Regions from separate parts of the Mus musculus genome. Here all the other regions are linked to region 1. The links are chromatin contacts, called in public HiCAR-type and promoter capture Hi-C maps. All regions are on one chromosome and are shown on one strand. The core of a region is the stretch at or near the end of the contact, and the rest is flanking DNA. Distances in the headings are between cores, read along the strand shown.

The links. Promoter capture Hi-C pulls out the DNA fragments that hold promoters and counts their contacts. HiCAR-type assays count read pairs that join an accessible place to other places.
Region 2: a promoter capture Hi-C map of embryonic stem cells shows a contact between it and region 1, with 11 times the contacts expected there. The contact joins the promoter of Pnliprp2 here to the promoter of Prlhr in region 1.
Region 3: a contact with region 1 is called in a HiCAR-type map of astrocytes, with 2.1 times the contacts expected there. The contact joins the promoter of Vax1 here to the promoter of Prlhr in region 1.

The regions. Positions count from the first base shown.
Region 1 is chr19:60,466,463-60,470,480 of GRCm38.p6, reverse strand. It overlaps Prlhr (prolactin releasing hormone receptor), which reads left to right and starts at 2,177. Exons shown (of 1, transcript NM_201615.2): 1 at 2,177-3,748. The coding sequence starts at 2,355. The coding sequence ends at 3,467.
Region 2 is chr19:58,757,800-58,761,817 of GRCm38.p6, reverse strand. Pnliprp2 (pancreatic lipase-related protein 2) reads right to left here and starts at 2,095. Exons shown (of 12, transcript NM_011128.2): 1 at 1,942-2,095; 2 at 1,311-1,465; 3 at 127-252. The coding sequence starts at 2,029.
Region 3 is chr19:59,168,129-59,172,146 of GRCm38.p6, reverse strand. It overlaps Vax1 (ventral anterior homeobox 1), which reads left to right and starts at 1,750. Exons shown (of 3, transcript NM_009501.3): 1 at 1,750-2,358; 2 at 3,489-3,676. The coding sequence starts at 2,118. It overlaps 4930442E04Rik (RIKEN cDNA 4930442E04 gene), which reads right to left and starts at 366. Exons shown (of 2, transcript NR_167767.1): 1 at 1-366.

The DNA of each region.
Region 1 (4,018 bases), core at 928-3,427:
ACAACAGCTTTTGAAGAATGATACCAGAGGTCCACATGTACACACACACACACACACACACACACACACGCACACACGCACGCACGCACAGAGACACACAGACACACACATACACAGAGACATATGCCCACACACATAATACAGATACACATATGCACACACATGCATACAAACATACACACACACTTACCACACAGACACACACTGACACACACACAGATACACACACAGAGACACATGCCCACACACATGTATACACACATACACAGACATACACATGCACATATATGCATACACACACACTCACCACACACACAGAGACACATGCCCACACACATGCATACACACAAACACAGACATACACATGCACACACACACACATACACACACACACACACACACACACACACACACACACACACACATACACACACATACACACAGAGGTTTTCTCTGAAGTAAGGCAGATCTGGATAGAAATCCCAGCCACGTTACTTATTAGCTTTGCCAGTGTTTATAGTCCTTTACCAGATTTATTTGGCAAGTGGTAAATTACCTTCTCTGGAAAGTGCCCCAGTACACACGTGAACTACTTACCACTCTGACTTTCATACTGGTTTCTGCTACATGTATTATCGCTCAGAGAGTGTGGGTGTAGAGTGGAAATAGCACAATAATGGGTAGCTTTTGTGCTATAACTGACTTTTCTTCTTGTGTGAGTGACTCACTGGAATTTCAAGAGTGGAATGACTTGTTAAAGCTTTCTAGTAGAACTGAGATATCTGAAGCCCCAGAGGCTAAAGTAGGGCTTACCAGAGAGGACTAGACATTGAAACTCAGCCTCCTTCAGAAGCCCTGGCTTCTGAACAGGGTGGTTACAAAGCCCCTTTCCTGACAGACCTCTCACTGTGCAGCTTAACTTATATTTCAGTGACAACTTCATGCTACTAAAGATCTTATGAAACTTAACCTTTTCAAATGTCACCTTTGTTATTCTTTCTGAAACCCTGCAACCGCTAGTACGTAAAAAAGAAAAAAATATCTAAACCGACATAGGAAGGGCTTTTATTCTAGGAGGACAAGAAAGTCAGGAACTCAACAATCTCTGCTAGGACAGGTGGCGCCTTGGGTTGCTGTAGCGACAAAGAGAAATGAGCAAAGAGTGGCAGGGTTCAGATATTGGGGTGAATTTATAGAGCACAAACTGGCCTGATGGCTGCGTTTTTCTGAGCTAGGGAGGTAAATGATGGCACGGTCCCTGGTGATGATCCATATCGGAGCCAAAGTCACCCTTCAATCTCCATCCTGCACTTCTTTTTTTTTTTTTGCTCCAGGGAGCAAGCCTCAGATCCACAGAGCTGCAGTAATTTCGATTGTCGCGAGCCCCCTTGCGCCGTACCCACACAGCACTGGGGAGCTGCCCGTGGTGCTGATTTTTTCCCTTTGAGAGGAAACTCTGGCCACCACACCTGCAAAAGGCTCAAAGGATACACTGGAGTGCTAGAGCCCTAAAATCCCTGACCAGCGACAGGTGCAGCATAACAAAGCTCTGCTAGACCCCAAACTCTAGCGACTCTGTCAGCTGCAGTTGGAGCTCTGCAGGATCTGGAGCTGTCCTGTGAGGACTTCCCTTCACTCCCTAGTTTATCTACATTTCCCTATTTCCAAATCCTCTCAGCCTTTGGAGACTACACCTGGTGGACATCACAAATTGGCGCTTCCCGCACCTCCTCTGTCATCCCCTGGGACACGCCCCTCTGGAACAGCTTCTCCAGGGGCACTGCACACTTCCGAAGTGGAGATCACCCTGGAGCGTGGGGCCCAGGTTCCTGGCCCCACCCCCTTTCTTGCTTATTCCTACTACACATGCTGCTCCTCTTAAGCACAGAGTTGGGCAGTAAGCTCCGCCCCCATCTTCCATTGAAGGGAGAGCTGAAGTCAGGAAGAGGTGGAGGGGAGGAGCTCCCAGACCCCTCACAAGCTGCTGACCCACTGGGAACTACTGAATCCGTTAGTAGAAGAGAGCAACCCGAGCGAGCGTCCATTGTTGGCTGAGGACCCCTGAGGAACAGCAGGCGGTCTGCTCCCGCCTTTGAGAGCCTTTTCCCGCCAGCCAAGCCTGCTCACAGGTAGGGCCAGCTCCCCGGTCTGCCTTCCGGGGACCGCGAGAGCTATCCACGAATAGGAGCTGTTTAAAGAACCTGTGTTAGGCTTATTTTTATAGAACTGGAAGGACAACATTCATTGCGCTTGATGTTCTGGGTCTTGTGTCCAAGAGAGGAGTTGGGTGGTGGGAAAAGGTACACGAGGGAAGATGGAAAGTGACAACTTTGATTACCTTTGAACAGGTAGCCATGACCTCACTGTCCACTGAGACCACTGGAGACCCCGATTTGTCTTCTGGGCTGTTGCCAGCTAGCTCGACTCCAGCCAACCAGAGCGCAGAGGCCTCGGAGGGCAACCTGTCTGCAACGGTTCCCCGAGCTGCAGCAGTCACGCCGTTCCAGAGCCTGCAGCTGGTGCACCAGCTGAAGGGGTTGATCGTGATGCTGTACAGCATCGTGGTGGTCGTGGGTCTGGTGGGCAACTGCCTGCTTGTGCTGGTGATCGCGCGCGTGCGCCGGCTGCACAACGTGACCAACTTCCTCATTGGCAACCTGGCCTTGTCCGACGTGCTCATGTGTGCCGCCTGTGTGCCTCTCACGCTAGCTTATGCCTTTGAACCTCGGGGCTGGGTGTTCGGTGGAGGCCTGTGTCATCTGGTTTTCTTCCTGCAGCCGGTCACCGTCTATGTATCGGTGTTCACACTCACCACAATCGCCTTGGACCGCTATGTGGTTCTGGTGCACCCGCTACGTCGGCGCATTTCACTGAGGCTCAGCGCCTACGCGGTGCTGGGCATCTGGGCTCTATCTGCAGTGCTGGCGCTGCCGGCCGCGGTGCACACCTACCATGTGGAGCTCAAGCCCCACGACGTGAGCCTCTGCGAGGAGTTCTGGGGCTCGCAGGAGCGCCAACGCCAGATCTACGCCTGGGGGCTGCTTCTGGGCACCTATTTGCTCCCCCTGCTGGCCATCCTCCTGTCTTACGTACGGGTGTCAGTGAAGCTGAGGAACCGCGTGGTGCCTGGCAGCGTGACCCAGAGTCAAGCTGACTGGGACCGAGCGCGTCGCCGCCGCACTTTCTGTCTGCTGGTGGTGGTGGTGGTAGTGTTCGCGGTCTGCTGGCTGCCGCTGCACATTTTCAACCTATTGCGAGACCTGGACCCGCGTGCCATCGACCCCTACGCCTTCGGGCTGGTGCAGCTACTCTGCCACTGGCTTGCTATGAGCTCCGCCTGCTACAACCCCTTCATCTATGCATGGCTGCACGACAGCTTTCGAGAGGAGCTGCGCAAGATGCTGCTGTCCTGGCCCCGCAAGATTGTGCCTCATGGCCAGAACATGACTGTCAGCGTGGTCATCTGATGTCGCTCTGCCAGGTCCGAGCTGGGGAAATTCATATCCCTTAGCCCCAGAGGTCGTCGTGAGATCTTATTCCCAGCACCAAAGTTAAGCCAACACATGCGAATTCCCACCCAGCCCTTTTGATTTGTCTGGTTTTTGTGTTTCTGTGAAATGTTAGGTGGGCTTTGGAGCAGAAGAGCCTGGGGAGAGAGAGAGAAGCAGATTTATCAGGTCTACCCCTGAAAGCAAAACAGCTATTTTTCTGGGTTCAGAAAAATAAATCAGTAGCAGGTCTTTCTTTCTCTCTTTCTTTCTTTCTTTCTTTCTTTCTTTCTTTCTTTCTTTCTTTCTTTCTTTCTTTCTTTTTTTCTTTGCGTACACTGTGGGTGGAATTTAAATGTGGTGTTGGAGTTGGTGAAGATTTTCACTTTACCTTTTTAAAAGGCCCCAGCTGAGATATAATGACTGTTTTGTCTACCTGAGCCTTGGATTCACTTTGATTTCAGATCATACTATGATCCCAAATCAATATCCAGGTTTTTAACATTTCCTGAGTAAGATCTTTATGTTCC
Region 2 (4,018 bases), core at 846-3,345, 1.7 Mb after region 1:
ACAGAGACCCAAAAAGCATGCTTTCCTTGGTGGATATTCGGAAGGATCTTCGTCTGCGGGAACATTCCCTTTCCTGTGTCAGGGGCACGGGGGTGTGGGATTTGGGTGAGAAGGACGGATAGCAACCTTGCACATGTCCAGCAACCAGCCTTCTTCTCCCTTGTCTATGAATCCATGGATAATGAAACGTGTCTTGCGGTCCAGTTGGAAGTTGGAAGCATTGATGGTGGCTGGGTCGGTGGCAGAGATTATCTGGTTAAATTAGAGAAGATGAATTTGAATGTTGTCCTGGCCCATCTGCAGACCTGCGGCAGCCAGACCGATGGGACCAGTGAGATCCCAGGTCTAGAACCCTGTGGCTGAGTCCTGTGAATCTGGAAAGCGCATGTTCTCTGACTGTCCGTCTTCATGAAGCTTGAACCAGATCAGTCTTTACTGAGATGATAAAATTGCACATTTAATACTATGCTACATATTTTCTGTCTTTCTCACATGCTGATGACTGTTTTCAATCTCTGATTTTCTTTGTAGTCCATTACATTTTATTGTGTCTATTTGGACATGCTATCCTGAGAAGGGCCTGCAGGCTTCCTCGGGTAGCTAAAGAGATTCCTGGAATAAGGAAGGTAGAAAACTCTTGTCTAGAAGCCACAGGGCCTGAGCTCCAGCTTGGGGAGCCTGGTACTTCAACATAGACTTCCATATGCCCACAGGTTTGCTGGGGACTCTTATGCCAGCAAATGCTAGAAAGATAAGACAATAAAGACAGGAATGGCCATTGTGTCTACATAGTTTCCAAGATGGAGGAACTAAGTCCCGTAGTAGATAACCCCAGGCACCCAGAGATAGACCCACCTGCCAGGGGCCAAAGCTTGAACTACTTAAACTCATAGCAATGTCATCGTTTAAAAGAACTCCCTGGTCACCTGACCATCTGGAATAGGCCTGTTCTGATAATCTCCCCAGAGACCTCATATTTTCAAATCCTTTGTGTTGAATTGCATGTCTTCCTTTCCTGTCTTGTATCATCCTGGGAAGGCTATGCATATATTATTGCTCCATGAGAGAAGGGATGGAGTGCTTAGATGGGTTCTGCCTGGGCTTCTCCATAAATGTCCCCGTGTACACTTTGGTATTTTATTTGTATATTTTCTGAGATACTCAAGGCTTATGACCCTTAGAGACAAGAACTCCCACACTAGGACAGTCCCAAAGTGTTAATTATGCCCTAGCCAGCCACTTAGTGGCCCCAGTATGTGGTTCATACTGACTCCTGTCACCCAACACAGGCACTCCATGCCCACACTTACTTGGTAGTTGTTTGGATTCTCGTTTGTGTACAGAAGAAAGCGGGTATCAATGTCCTCTGGGGACCAAGGGAATATCTTCGAAGGCCGCTGAATCATCCCTGCCCAGGGCTTGTCATTGGAAAAGCATCCAAGGTGTCCATAGCAAACCTCTTTCCCTGGAGGGGGCGGGGGGAGAACAAACCACAAACAGGACAGGCATAAGGTTCTGGGAAGGAGTAATATCATCTGTCACAGGAAGGGTTTCCAGGTGGACCCTGGATCTTCTGCACTTGTAAGAGCTGTTGGGTGCTGGACACATCTAACACATACACACTTCCAGGTTTCTTTCTCAGACACTCTACCCTGAGGGTCCTAGGTTTGTCCTTCAATGGCATGTTTAGTAAGCACCCTTGCCCACAGGCAAAACTCAAAGCACATCCACCTATGATAAAATAGCACAGGAAGCTGCCAGGCAGCTCAGTGCAAGTCACACAGTTCTTCACGTTAAGTACTTACTACTTAGCATGAACTAATTACTACTTAAACATTAAGTTCTTACTAAGCATGACATGCCATTTATCCATCTCAGTCTCCATGATATCAAGCTCAGGACATCATCTTTCCTCTAGAGGGATGGTGACAGCATCCTCACCTCCGACTGTGGCCAGCAGAAGGCTGACGAGCCAGCAGAGCAACATCTGCACGGATGGAAACAGACATCCACGGACATCCATAGGCATAGGATAGGGATGAGGCCAGCAGAGGCTGGACCCAAAGAGGCAGTTGGTTCTGGAGTGCACTGGGGAATGTGAACAACTAGAAGACCGGCAGCCTGTGTAGGTGGGGCTGTCCCGGGTGGGCGGTACGGGAGGCTGTGTAGGTGGGGCTATCCCCAGTGGGCGGGACCGGATGCTGAGGCCTCCCAGAGTTTAATGATCGTGGCAGCACCACCCTGGGACCTTCCGGCTCAAAGTCTTCTCCTGAAGTCACCTCCCCTTTTGGCCCTAAGCCCAGCTTCTCTCCTTGTTCAGGTGTCACTATGATTTACTGTGGTACACTGGGATGTATAGTTATGACCAGAGGCCATGACCCTTTATAAACAAGTTTTCTTTTTTGAACTCCATTGAAGAAATAACAGGGCAGGAGAGATAAAGCTGCACATGAGTGCTCTGAACCCCAGTTATCATAAACAATGAAAAGGAGTATTTGTGAAGATACACAACTTGGTCACTTGAGGGGTGGAACAGGTGGGCAGCAGTCCTCAGCCTCAGTGAACTCAGAAAGAGGCTGGAAAGGCACAGAGGGTACAGAAGGAGATAGCCATACCAGTGACTTTGTTTCCAACCAGGTTTGTTTAGAAACAATCTTTGCCATTTGCAAAGCACCTGTGGTACTTTGACCTGGAGATAAGAAGTGGAAATGTTTTCTTTCCTTCAGAGCTAAGAAGCCGTCCTGAGTGAGTAGCCAGGTGCCACCCTGCCGTGTTTCAAGTTGGCATTGCGTGGACACACTGAAGGATATACAGTGGGAAAGTATCCAAGTTGGCATTTCCTAGCTTTAACAGCCCTCAGATGTTCTCCGCTTGCCCAGGCTTCACTAAGCTAGGCAGCCCATCTGGTACTGAGGCTGTGGTCAACTCAATGCCCTTGATTCCAGTCTCTGACCAAGGGGGACAGACATCACTGAAGGGTCGCGGATAGCTGCTGAGACAGCACAGGTAGCTGTGTGGCTTTCTACAGAGTGCCTTGGCATCAGCAGTCCTCCCCCCCACCCCCACCTCTTCTGAATACGTGAGCAACTCCTAGGCCTGGTTGAGTGTGACCATGGCTCCAGCTACAGATCAGTCAAAGAATCAAGGGAAACATCTCCATAGAGAACAGTGGTGGCTCTCCTGGCACACACTGCTCTGAGGGAGAGCTAGACACCAGAGTTACAGTTCCTGTAATGTGAGAAGTCTTTCTTGTTATTCCCAGGTTCCAGGTTTTGTTCCGAAGGCCAAGGATAGGACATGGTCATCCTCACTTCCAGAAGTCCGATAAAACAGATTTATGCCATGTGAGGAAACACTTTCCAAAGGCTAAACTCACTAGAAAACTGCTCAGGGGTTTTGTGCTACATCCACTCCAGTAGTGACAAGTGCAACAGGCCCCAAAAACCTGGGCACTGTCCCAAGGCGAAAAGTTCACGGAAAATTAGTCTCCTGGAATCGTGGCATCCTGTATAAAGAATGCTCCAATGTCCTTGCTTTAGTTGGTAAACAGATCTGTGTGCTTTCCCTTAATATTGCTTTATCACAAGTGCTCCTAAGGATTGATTTTTTTTGACATATAGCTAAGTTAGATTCTAGGCAGTCCTTGATCCGACCTTGGACATGGATAGCTAAGTCACTGCCCTACACAGGAATTTATCATTATCTAGGAAGAAGGAAGTTTGTGATCTAAGAAGGAACCAGAGTAGATACTTAGAACTATAGATAGCTGAGTTACACCCATACACAAGTATTTACTATGGCCTAGGGGGAAGGTGGACTATACAATAGACTAGAATAGGAACTATGGCAAGGGCACAAAGCCCTTGCCCCTGGTTTCTAAGATTAAGTGGACCTTAGGTGCTTTTTGATCCCAGTTGTTAACACTGAATTTTATCTCATTTGGTTCCTGTCAGTCATTCCCTGTTTGCATTCCTCTGTTTTGTGTAAGAATCCAGTAACTTCTTTGTACCTTACCATG
Region 3 (4,018 bases), core at 501-3,000, 1.3 Mb after region 1:
TGGGCGTACCGCACTTCTCCAGTCGGCCGGCTAGCTCGCCAAGGAGAGACCCTTTTCTTCTTTCCGCTTCCTTGCGTTCCTGTGGGGTAGAAGTTCTAGGCACTTGCGGGCCGGGTCTCACAGAGGCGTCCCGCCTGAGGACAGCTCCCGCAGAGATCTATATCTTTGGGCTCTCAATCTGTCCCCGGGATACTCCCCGCTCAGTGAACATCACTCAACATAATCACCCCAAGTATCCCCAATCATATAAAGTCAACTCCCCAAGGTCTGCCTGAGTGCCACAGAAACCTTGGGAACAGACCAAACGCGATTGCTCCTAAGAGACCGGCCGGAGGTGGCTTGGAGAGGAGCGTTGTTACCCGGCTCGGCCCACCCCCTCCACGTTCAGCAGTCTCGAGGGACCGCGGTGGTGGCCGGGAGGTGACAGCCGGACTGTGGGGCGGGCGCAGAGCCCCTCGGAGGCCGCCACACACACTCGCTGTCCTCCCCACTCACTTTGTGCCTCCCACCCTCTCGCCCAGACCCCCGCCCCTCCCCCGCCCGCCTCCGCCCCATTCTTGGAATTGTGTGGAAAAATTCTCAGCCAAACCTCCCACCTCTCCTCGCCTCCCCCCCCCCACTCCCTTTTAAAAACCCCCTTTCCTCCGCGGCCCCTGCACTCTTTGTGAATGAGGGCCGGGAACACGGCCCTTCCCCCGCCCAGGAGCCACGCCAGACCGCCGCACTCAGAGGACTGTTTGTTAATAGTCCAATTAGATAATTGCCATCTTTCACTCCTTTTGCTCCGCATTTCCCATAAAGGAATGAATGGGGAGAGCGGCGTGGAGAGGGCTTCTGCCCCGGCAAGGTGACGAGAAGGGCTGGAGCAAGCTCCTTGCACAAGGCCATGCGCTTGAATTGAATCATTGTGGCCTAATCAATGCTGTTATTGGATTACTGGCTGTTGCTTTTCTCAAAGACATTGTAGCAAGACAATGAAATAGCTAGGGGGAAACTTTTTTTTTGAAGCAGATCTCACAGTTGAGATTTTTTGCTCTCTCTCTCTCTCTCTCTCTCTCTCTCTCTCTCTCTCTCGTATTCCTCCCTCCCTCTACCCCCCCCCCCCCACTCTGAGTACAAAGCTGCCCTTTGAATGGGCTGCCTCAGGGCCGCTGGAGGTGCAGGCATGAAAAAAATCCAACTGGGGCTACAGGAAGAGGGGCGGCAGTTTAAGATGGCTGTCAACGTCGAGGTGTGTTAAGGAGTCGCTTGGGGAGAAAGCTTGGCTTTTTTGGAGTGTGGGGGAGAGACTTTAGGGGGAAACTTTTCTCCTCCCCCCTTCTTTCCCCACCCAGAGGCAACTGCTTTCTATAGCTACAGGGACTGAGGGGGTAACCCCCCCCCATCTGGCTCTATCTGGAGAGTCTAGAGGAACCCCCCTTTAGCCAGTATGTGAGCAGGACGGTCAAAGGCAAAGAGAAAGTTAATAATGCCTGCTAATGGTGTTAGCAATTCAGGATGAATCTTGTCAAAAGTTTTTCTGGAAGTGTGGGTCTTTGATTGTGTTTCCCGAAAGCAAGACCAATCATTTCCGTTTATTCACTGGCTAAACCCCTACTTGATTGGGGACAAGGACAGAAACCATCCATTACGATCTGATATATTATCCAAACAATTTAGTGTATTCGTGAGGTAACTGAAACGTGGGGGCTGCGAAATTACCCGTAATCAATTGCAACAGCGAGTGTGCGTCCCCCCCGGGTGTCGGACAACCACAACTCGGCCGTCTCAGTAACAGGCGGAGCCGCAGCGTTTCGGAGTTGCGCTGTTCGCTACCTGATCGCCAGGCTGGGGACACTGGACGTGCTCAAAGGACGCGGGCGCTGACGAGGCGGCCTCGCCACCGGGATCCTGGACAAGACCCGCCGCCTCTCTACCAGCGCGCCACTCTCCTGTCTGCGCTGACCCTCCGCGGCCGCCGAAGCCACCCCGCGGGGACATTCATTCTGGCGGGCGACCGAGCTTAGGTGCTGCGTTGTAGGGGTTTTGTCCCCTTTTGCTTCTTCTTTTCCCACCCTCCTTCTTTTCTGTGTTTTTTTGTTTTTGTTGTTGTTTTCTTTCTTTCTTTCTTTTTGCCTATGTTCGGGAAACCAGACAAAATGGACGTCCGGTGCCACTCGGACACCGAGGCCGCCAGGGTCTCGAAGAACGCGCACAAGGAGAGCCGGGAGATCAAGGGCGCCGAGGGGAGCCTTCCGGCCGCCTTCCTCAAGGAGCCGCAGGGCGCCTTTTCCGGGTCTGGCGCTTCGGAAGATTGTAACAAAAGTAAATCCAATTCCTCAGCGGACCCAGATTACTGTCGCCGGATCCTAGTCCGAGGTAGGGATGGGCAGGGCTTTGGAACGCGTTCTTTTCGGGGTAATTCCCCTGCCGCAGCTTCGCGTCGCTGCTTAGGGCTGGCGAGGACTTGGGAGAAAGTTGTTGTTGGCCCTTTTCTTTCTTGGGTCCGGTCGGTCGCGGGGACCTGTGCCTGGGGCTCCTCTCAAAGCGCTCTTTCTGGGCCCTAGCAGTCCGGAGGGGCCCCGCAGCACGGTTGCGGGAAGGAATCCAGACCGTGACTGTGGACCGGCCACCAAGCTGGGGCTCGGACCCAGCTCCTCCAGGGGAACGTGCGCGCGTCCTCCGGCCTGCAGGCGTGTGTGCCATGGAGGGCAGAGCGCACCCGATGGAGCAGTGGGCTAGGACCCGTAGCCTCCCGCCGCTGGCCAGAGCCAGCCAGTTAGCTGGTAGGGCTGAGGGCCCTGGCGCTGCGCTCCTGGCCTGGCTGCAGTGGCCTAGAGAGATCGCCGACCTGCGTCGCAGGTCTGCGAATGCCGCCTCTTTGCTTCGCTCGTCCTCGCTCAAGGAGCGGTGTGCGCTCCTCCCGGGCACTGGTGGCGCTGAGGCCCAGCTTCAGCCGGCGCCGCCCCCGCTAGCTGTTAGCCAGGCCCCGCAAGCCGACATTCAGTCCCTCCTCCTTCTGCTGTCTGGACTGAAGCGGGCCGGAGACCCGGGGTAAGGGTGGGGACCACAGGAGTGCAGGCTGCCCTGCAATCTGGGACCATACTGGGAGGTGGGGTTACCAGTAAGAGCCCCTTTGGGCTACTGGGGACTCGGATCACACACCAGAGGCCCCCTAGGCCGGAAGGAGCATTTACCTATTTGGAATTCAGGTTTGTTTTTTGTTGTTGTTGTTGTTTTTGTTTTTGTTCTTGTTTTTTATTGTTTGTTTGTTTCCTCCTCCGGTGTCTGGGAGAACTCTTCAGAGACAGTCTGGTTACTCTCCCAGTTAATAGTATGAAGTTAGCCCCCTTGGCCTCCATACACTCAGAGAATCTCAGCTTTATGATTGCGGCCACCCCATACACTGGCAGCAGCCTACCGGAGATTTGTCCCTAGCTAGCTCTGATCAAGGAGGCAGAGAAAACCGGGGGCGGAGGTTCTGGTGGCTGACGTCTACCCTTTCCTAGATGCCAAGGGGTCTATCCGAGAAATCATCCTGCCCAAAGGCTTGGATCTGGACCGGCCCAAGAGGACTCGCACGTCCTTCACCGCGGAGCAGCTCTACAGGCTGGAGATGGAGTTCCAGCGTTGCCAATACGTGGTGGGCCGGGAGAGAACCGAGCTGGCTCGGCAGCTCAATCTCTCTGAGACCCAGGTACCTAGCTGCCAGGTGCTCACACCACCAGGCTTCCTCTTCCCCTCTCCAGGATGACAGCTTGCCTTTCCTCACAATCTACCTAGCTTTGGACCAAACCTCCCAGGGACGTGGAGGAAACGGAACGAATGGGGACGAAGGTCTTAAGGCTCCCTCCTCTTTATTAAACTGTCTTCTCCTCGTTCACAAATCTGCCAGTCTAATTTCTGCATACCTTGACTTGGCCTAGGGACCCCATATTCTGTCCTTCTGGAATTCTTTTTGACTCTTAGGAATTTTTGGATGGCTTCTGATTTTTAAAAGGCTGTTTTCCCCCATTTGGATACATACCATCTTGGCTAT